Regions from separate parts of the Pan troglodytes genome. Here region 1 is linked to region 2. The links are chromatin contacts, called in public Hi-C maps. All regions are on one chromosome and are shown on one strand. Each heading gives the region's core, a stretch centred on a gene start, on an enhancer-like site or on the middle of the called end of the contact. The rest is flanking DNA. Distances are from core to core; before and after follow the strand shown. Region 1 overlaps MYO15B (myosin XVB). Region 2 has its middle 27 kb from the start of GRB2.

Region 1 (4,274 bases), core at 1,397-3,896, 160 kb before region 2:
AGCAGCCCAAGGACCCAGGAAGGGTAAGTGATTGTAGGTGCCCCCTGCAACCCTGCCACTCACTGCTGTAGGTAGAGGCAGAAGACCTGGCCGAAGCGGCTGGCATTGGCATTGAGGATGGTCTTGGCATGGCCAAAGCTGCTGAGTATAGGCAGCACATCCTCCACCTGTACAGGGAGGGGTGTTCAAGCATCCCTGGGCAGCAGTAGCCCCCACCAGCAGGCATCCCAGCTAGGGGCAGGTCCAGGGAGGCGTCAGTCCCATCAGAAAGGGCAGTGCCTGCAGCTGACCCCAGGAGACGCCAGAGGCCTGGAGACCACCCCTCTCCTGGCTGAAAGGAGAAAGATAGTCCCTTGGACATGGTCAGCTGTCCCCTGGAGGAAGACAAACGGCAAGCTCAACCCATGAGGTACCTCCAGCCTGGCCCTCACCTGACACTCTCGGTTCCCCGTCTGATCCTGCTCCAGACTGCTTAGGAACTGCATGATCTTTTTGGCGGCTTCCGTCTTCCCTGAGCCACTGTGCCCACTGCAGTGGGAGGAGCTAAGGATGTGTTGGTTGGTAGGGTCTCCAGGGAGGGGCACGTAGGACAACCCCAGTGAACCCAGGAAGTGGGATGTGCCACCCAGAAGTGACAGCTAGCCTGGAGAGACCCCCATAAATGAGGAAAGCTAGTCCCAGGGCATGGAGAGACCCGACAGAAAAGAAAAAGTCCCCAAGATGCCACATTCCAGGGGCTCATGCGATGATTTCAGCCGGGAGCTCGGCCCTGAGGAGTCCAGAACTGTAGCCCAGCAGTGGAGCATACCAGTGGCTTCCAGTGAAGACCTCAGGCCCCGCCCCATCAACCCTCAGTGTGGCCCATGGGTTCAGCCACTCAGGAAGGCCACCACTCACCGCAGGAGGATGCACGGGTCCTGCCCAGTATTCTGAGCCAGGTCATAGGCTGATGCCACGATGGCAAAGATGTGTCTGAGGGAGATGAGAAGGTTGCCAGACATGGGGACCTGGGACCCTCCGAGGTGTAGCAGAGGTGCTCACAGGCCCCGGGACCTCAGTCAAGGGGACATGCAGAGACTGGGCTGCCTGGGAGGTGAGCAGAGGGTCAGTGGGGCAGAGTCACATACGGAGTGGTGCTGAGGGCCTTCCTGGGGTGGTAGCTTGCCTGGACCTCAGGTGAAAAAAGAGGCAAGGACCGGTGGGGGTTCAGAACAAGCAAGACGGGCCCCCCAAAGGTCTGGGGAGGAAAACAAGCTCTCATCAGAGTGTGGAGGGAGCAGGGGGAATGCAAACAGAGCCCAGCCCCTCAGTCCCACTCTGCAGGGCTCCAGAGAGGGTTCACCGCCTAGCCCGGGGAGGAAGAGGAAGGAGAATGTCCAGGGGTGCCAGGGAGCCCTCTGTCCCCAGAGAAAAGGGGATCCCCGCCCACTGTCCGTCCCCGTGGCTCCCCATACATAGATGCGGCCCAGGTGAAATCTCTTCTTGAGGCACAGCAGCACAGAGCTGTCACACACCAGCCTGTAGGGACAACGGGGTGGAGGCATGACAAGTTGTGGCTGCAGGAGGTTGTGGGTTAGTTCTGCCACCCACTGCAGGGACCCTGGCAAGTCATTCAACTTCCCAGAGCCTGATCCATAAAATGAGGGCTGAGCTGTCAAGTAATGGGGAGGCTACAAGGAGGGCTGGCGCTGACCCAGAAGGAAGCTTTGTACTAATTAGAAAGGCGGTCCTGGGGACGTAGCACCTGTTGCCCCTTACCTGCCCCTTCCTGCCAGGAGGGTTCAAGCCCATCCTTCTAAGGATTCAATAAGGGTCTACACGCAATTCATAAAGATGAGGGCAGGGTGGATATGAGGAGCTGTGAGCCGGGGATGGCAGCTTTGGCACCGCGCCCGCTCACCGCAACCGCGCCAGGTCCTCCATGTCTTCCAGGCCGTCTCCGAGGCTCCTGCCCTTAGCACCGGGGAAGGGTGGCGCCTCCAGGCCCGGCCCGAGGCTCAGCTCCAGGTCCCTCTCCAGCACCGCCTCGTCCTCATCCTCGGGTTCCCACAGCTCCCTCAGGGACCCACGGAGGCCCGGGTCTCCCTCCTGCTGCAGGCGGGTCTCCAAGGCGAGTCGGGGTAGCAGCACGGCGGCGCCAAGCCTAGGACCCTCGTGGGGGCCTGAGCCCTGCGCCCAGTGCACCGGGGGCTCGTCGTTGAGGGTCTCCAACTCCGCCTCACGGCTGGAGCCGCTCTCGTCGAGCGAAGGCCCGTCGGGTGCAGTAGGGGCAAGGAGGGAGCCGCGACGAAGCCCGGACACCCCTTCCCCACTCGTCCTGCACCCCTCACTGTGCCCCCCCGCCCCTGCACGAGGCCAACCTCGGCCTTCCCCCGTGGGGGCATCTGCGGACGCTTCTTCAGAGCTGCGGCTGCTCGACGCCCGCCCTGCCCTGTGGATCCTGGGGAACACGACCGCGAACTTGGGATCTGGAGTCTTGTCCTCCTGATCAAAAGGGTCGCCGGGGACTGGGCTTGTCCGGACCTGCGGGGAGCGGCCGCCAGGGGGAGCCCTCGGCATACCCCCCAGCCCTGCTAAGCCAGCCAGGCGCAACGCCAGACGGTGCCGCAGCCCGGGCTCACGGCCCCACCCCTCATACCCTCTCTGGTGGACCCGGCCCTCGTCACCTCTCTCGTGACCCCGCCCCTCGTCCGCTTTCCCGCAGCCCCGCCCCTCGTACCCTCGCTCGTGGCCCCGCCCTTCGTCCGCTTTCCCGCGGCCCCGCCCCTCGTCCCCTCGCTCGTGGCCCCGCCCTTCATCCGCTTTCCCGCGGCCCCGCCCCTCGCTTCCTCTCCCATGACCCCGCCCCTCGTCTGCCTTCCGGCGGCCCCACCCCTCGCTCGCCGGTGGCCAGGTCCTCTGCCCCTCGCCCTCTGGTGGCCGCCGCCGCAGCCGCAGCCGCCGCCGCAGCCAGCGCAGGAGGCCCAGGGCTCGCGCTACACTCAGGAGCCGCTCCTTGAGGCCAGCGCGGCGGGGGCCCACGGCCTAGGAAGCGGCGCCTGGCGGGGGCCTCGCGAGGAGCCTGCGGACCACCAGGAGGGCCGCCAGCGGGGCTGGGTCCTCCGGCCCCGCTCCTGCTGCGGCTCCCGCTTCGCCCTCGCCTGCCGCCGATGGCACCCGCCCCACCGCCTTTCCGACCTGGTGGCGCGGAGCCCGGGCCGTCGAGGCCTGCATTGTTTCTGGCTCGGCGCCCCGCTGCGCCCGGTTGTCGCTCGCGTCCTTGGCCGGCCCAGTGTCCCGAGGAGCCCGCGAGCTGTCCTCGAAGGTCCTGGAGGCCATAGCTGCCCGAGAGCCCCGTCCAGGTCCGGTCCCCAGCGGACTCGAGTCGGAGTTCCCGCCGGAATGCTCGCTGGCTCCCAGGGGCCCCGTCCCCGACGACCCTTCCCGGCCCCGGGTATCTGCGTGGGGCCAGACGCTGACCAGGCCGTCGCTGCTTGGCTCCGGCGCTGACTCCGGCCCGGTTTTTGTCCCTTCCGAGCCCATGTCCGTAGGCTCCGGCGTGGGCCGCAGCTCCCGGGCTCTGCCGCGCTGGCTGCCGCTCTCCTGGGCCTCGCGGGTTTCGCTGTCCGGACAGGAGCTGCCTCCGTCCCCACCCGACGTGTCCCCATTGAGGCTCCTGGGCGTCCGGCGGCCCCGCCGAGCCGAGGGCCCCTTATCTTTCCGCTTCCTCCTACGGCGGCCGCCCAGCTCTTCTCCTCCGGAGAGGCTTCCCTCCTCCAGGCGCCCCCCGCGGCCGCCCCTGGGCCCGCGTCCCTGACGCTGCGCGTTGCTTTGCCTCTCCTGGGCTTTCGGGGACAGCCCAGCCCCTGGACGTCTGCAGCCGCCGTTCCCCTCTGCAGTGGGCTTCCTGCGGCCACCAGGGGTTCCCTGGCCCCCGGCGGTGGCAGGCTCGGCCGCCGGTCTCGCCTTGTCCGCCTGCCCGCGGTCGGAACGGCGTTCCCGGCTGGGCGCGCCATCCGCGCTGGCCGACCCCGACTCCTGCTCCCCTGAGGCCGGCCTCCCGGGCCTCTCCAGGCGCTGGGGCGCTTTGCGCTGGTTCCTGCCCATGGCTGGCCCAGAGGAGACGGGCTTCCCGACGCCCAGGTCCTCTCCCCTCCCCGGGGATTTGGCCTCCCGCGGTGACCTTCTGTGCAGTGCACCACCCGGCTGTGCTCTCGTAGGGGCTACAGGCTCCTACTCCCCGAGGTGCCCGCCTTACAGGACCATCAATAATGCAGAAGGCGGCGGGTCCTGAC
Region 2 (4,216 bases), core at 909-3,408:
CGTAAACACCACTGCACTGGGACCAGCCAGGAAATTGGTTGAAACGTGTTAGAAAGTTGGTTTTTTTTTTTTTAGACGGAGTCTCGCTCTGTCGCCCAGGCTGGAGTGCAGTGGCGCCATCGCGGCTCACTGCAAGCTCCGCCTCCCGGGTTCACGCCATTCTCCTGCCTCAGCCTCCCTAGTAGCTGGGATTACAGGCACCCACCACTACGCCCGGCTAATTTTTTGTATTTTTAGTAGAGACGGGGTTTCACCATGTTTGCCAGGACAGTCTCGATCTCCTGACTTCGTGATCCGCCCACCTCGGCCTCCCAAAGTGCTGGGATTACAGGCGTGAGCCACTGCACCCGGCCGAGAAAATTTCTAATGTGTTTGATGCAGTTTAATACTTCAGTGTTCTTACAGCTACTGAGGCAGTAGGTGTGGGGGTTACAAGCTGTGGCTAGTCAGACAGACCCAAGTTTGAATTCTAGATCTGATACTTAACTGACAAAGGGACTTCTTTCTAAGCCTCAGTTTCCTTGTATGTAGAATTTGAATAATAATGGAACTTTCTCGTTGGCTTGTTAAATGAGATAATGAACAGAAGATGTGGAGGAAGTGGTCAGCAAAAGGTAGATGAGGTTGTTGTGATGATTAGTTAAATCCAGAGCTAAAAAAGACAGGGAAATGTCCGGGCGCGGTGGCTCACGCCTGTAATCCCCGCACTTTGGGAGGCCAAGGCGGGCGGATCACAAGGTCAGGAGATCGAGACCATACTGGCTAACACGGTGAAACCCCATCTCTACTAAAAATACAAAAAATTAGCCGGGCATGGTGGCGGGCGCCTGTAGTCCCAGCTACCGGGAGGCTGAGGCAGGAGGATGGCGTGAACCCGGGAGGCGGAGCTTGCAGTGAGCCAAGATGGCTCCACTGCACTCCTGCTTGGGCAAAAAAAGAAAAAAAATTGGGAAATAAACTCCTGAATTCCTGAATTGGAAGAGAAGGAGCTAAGTTAAATTCCACACAGTATTTTACAAGCCTTATGTTTAAATTTTTTCTTTTTTTTTTTTTTTTTTTTGAGATGGAGTCTTGCCCTGTTGCCCAGGCTAGAGTACAATGGCACCATCTTGGCTCACTGCAACCTCTGCCTCCCGGGTTCAAGCTATTCTCCTGCCTCAGCCTCCCGAGTAGCTGGGATTAGAGGCGCGCACCTCCACGCCCAGCTAATTTTTGTATTTTTAGTAGAGACGGGGTTTCACCACGTTGGCCAGGCTGGTCTCGAACTCCTGACCTCGTGATCCACCCACCTTGGCCTCCCAAGTGCTGGGATTACAGGCGTCAGCCACCACACCTGGCCCACGTTTAAAATTTATTTTGGAAGGCCAGGTGCAGTGGCTCACGCCTGTAATCCCAGCACTTTGGGAGGCTAAAGTGGGTGGATCACGAGGTCAGGAATTTTGAGACCAGCCTGGCCAACATGGTAAAACCCCGTCTCTACAAAAATACAAAAATTAGCGAGGCATGGTGGTGGGCGCCTGTAATCCCAGCTACTAGGGAGGCTGAGGCAGGAGAATGCGGGAGGCAGAGGTTGCAGTGAGCTGAGATAGCGCCACTGCACTCCAGCCTGGATGACAGAGCAAGACTCCGTCTCAAAAAAAAAAAAAAAAAAAAGACATAAAGAGGTATACAGTGAAAAATATGTCACTCTCCCACCCCTGTCCCCTACCTCTTAGGTTTCCTACTCTGAGGCAACTAATATATGAGTACCCTCCCAGAAATTCTCTTTAACTTAAAAAACTACCTCCAAGGGAAATTCATGTTGAAGAGCACCACGATGGGAGCATTCTCACAAATATTTTGCTAAGTATTAGGCAGAACAGTGTGATAATAAAGACAGCTGCCTGTGTGGTCTTGTTGGACCCTGAGTTTAGGGAGTATTTTGACAACATATTTAGTTCTCTGCAGCCTGAGCCAGACTGGATGAAGTCTTTCTAGCTATATTAAGACACATGGGCTCAGAAAAGCAATATGATTCAGAAGCAGAATTTACAGCTTCCAAAGCAGACAGCCCCTCTCCAGGAGCCGCCTCGCTTCATTTTCATGAAGGATATCAGGGCGGGGCGAGCCACACTGGGCTATCTGAACCGTGGACTGTGGTCTCATTCCTGGCATTCCCCATTTGCCAAGCCCACATTGCCGACATTCCCCTAGGGTTTAGATGCTTTTCTTCCCTCCTGGACAGACATACTTGGGGTCACATAGCTTTGCCTTCAGCTGCTAGAGAGTCCCACGGACAGGGTGGAAGAGACGATGATCAGAGGCTATGTGAAAAGAGCAAGGATTCCTTCCTGCATTCTCCCCCTGGCTGCTGGAGTCCAGCTTCTGTTCTGTAAAATGTACAGATCTTATATTTATCTATGATCGACTTGACAAATTTAAACTTGTTGAAGTCCTAGGCACACCTGTTTATTGGATAAACAGGGCTATTTGTGCCACACTGTTAATAGGGTAACTATGTTTATTTATTTATTTTTCGAGACAGGGTCTCACTTTGTCACCCAGGTTGGAGTCCAGTGACATGATCTCGGCTCGCTGAAACCTCCGCCTCCCGGGCTCAAATGATCCTCCTACTTTAGCCTCCCAAGTAGCTAGGACCACAGGCACCACCATGCCTGGCTAATTTTTCTACTTTTTGTAGAGACAGGGTTTCGCCATGTTGCCCAGGCTGGTCTCAAACTCCTGGGCTCAAGCGATCCTCCTGCCTCAGCCTCCCAAAGTGCTGGGATTACAGGCATGAGCCACCACATCTGGCCACTATGTATTATTATAGATTTACAGAGCTTAGATATAATATATTAAATATATTTAGAGAGCTTAGAGAGTTCACTGCCTTGCCTCCGACCTTATGCCAAAAAAACAGGTACCTAATCACCGCAACTGAAAGATATTCTGCAACTTCAGTAACACATTCCAGTATTTAACTCATGTCAAAAAGGTCCCACTTGATCTAACCTGAATTTGCTAAGCTAGAATTTGTCTGGTTTCCAATAAATAGGGAAAGCAACAGTGGTTGTCTTTCATCACAGTTTGTACTTTAAGATGTTCACTAAGCCTTTGTCCCTTTAAAACTAAATGAAAGCACGTTCAAGTTCTTTCATCTTCTATTTGTGTTTAATTTCTTTCTTTTCTTTTTTTTTTTTTTTTTTGAGACAGAGTCTCACTGTGTCACCCAGGCTGGAGTGCAGTGGCATGGTCTCAGCTCACTGCAAACTCCGCCTCCCGGGTCCAAGCAATTCTCATGCCTCAGCCTCCCAAGTAGCTGGGATTACACGCGCGCACCACCACACCTGGCTAATTTCCGTATTTTTAGTAGACACAGGGTTTCCCCATGTTGGCCAGGCTGATCTCAAACTCCTGGCCTCAAGTGATCCGCCCACCTCAGCCTCCAAAAGTGCTGGGATTACAGGTGTGAGCCACCGCGCCCAGCCTCTACTTGTGTTCAATTTCTAACTCCTCAGTTACACGGAGGCCTGTGGTTCAGGCTCCTCCTTTCACGGCCTCCAAACCAGGATGGAATCTGGTGAAGAATTTTCTCTGCACAGAATATCAGGAAGGATCCCTCCTGTCTTTCTATTTTCACTTCCCTTGCATTTGGAGCGGCTTCCCTGATTCATCTTCAGCCTGGGTGTATGTAAGCGCAGCTATATAAAGCAAAAGGTTTTCCCCATCTGACACAGCTAAATATCAGAGAGAATGAGTAATCCGTTCTGGTTGCTAGGCAGTTCTGGTATTTATATTGATCTTAGCTCAGGATACTTATAGAGATTTAATTTTCCTAAAGACCAAATGCTCATGTTAATTTGGGAGAGGATGGAGATTTGATTTCTTGAGCAGGGCCAAAGATTCAGGAACGGGTTGATTGTTAGCCCCAGAGAAGCTGCCAGCAGAACTTTGAAGCAAGTCGCTTGATTTCTTTGGAGCTCAGAACAGAGGCAGTATTGGTAAACTTCCGGGGGCTTTGTGACTGAGTGAAGTCTCATAAAACACTCAGCTAGGCCAAAAAAGAGAAAGGATTGGAAAAGCAGAAAGCATTAGAATTGATATGCAAGCACTCCTATCCTGTTTGCAAATGAAACAAGCCTCTAGAAAGCAGGAAAATGGATATTATCAATTATTTCTCACACACCTTGCATTATTATAGATGAGGACTCTGAGGTTTGCAGAAGTTAGTTGA

Evidence for each region. Hi-C and Micro-C count contacts between places; a contact is called where the count stands out from the background.
Region 1: a contact with region 2 is called in a Hi-C map of stem cell-derived neural progenitor cells, with 3 times the contacts expected there. The contact joins two enhancer-like sites. A contact is called at or near these places in 2 of 7 Hi-C or Micro-C datasets (blood and stem cell-derived neural progenitor cells).

What each region holds. Positions count from the first base shown.
Region 1 is chr19:88,588,568-88,592,841 of NHGRI_mPanTro3-v2.0_pri, reverse strand. MYO15B (myosin XVB) reads right to left here. Exons shown (of 64, transcript XM_054670679.2): 1 at 1,901-4,274; 2 at 1,455-1,518; 3 at 1,128-1,237; 4 at 898-972; 5 at 432-543; 6 at 64-167. The coding sequence starts at 4,086. Among named protein-coding and RNA genes, the nearest start is that of MYO15B, 5.8 kb to the right of the region's middle. Within about 2 kb of position 2,646, at least 12 of the 24 cell types and tissues checked have an H3K27ac peak or open chromatin away from gene starts, as enhancers often do. A contact at or near this core is called in stem cell-derived neural progenitor cells, where this site is marked.
Region 2 is chr19:88,427,358-88,431,573 of NHGRI_mPanTro3-v2.0_pri, reverse strand. No RefSeq gene overlaps it. Among named protein-coding and RNA genes, the nearest start is that of GRB2, 27 kb to the right of the region's middle. Within about 2 kb of position 2,158, at least 8 of the 24 cell types and tissues checked have an H3K27ac peak or open chromatin away from gene starts, as enhancers often do. A contact at or near this core is called in stem cell-derived neural progenitor cells, where this site is marked.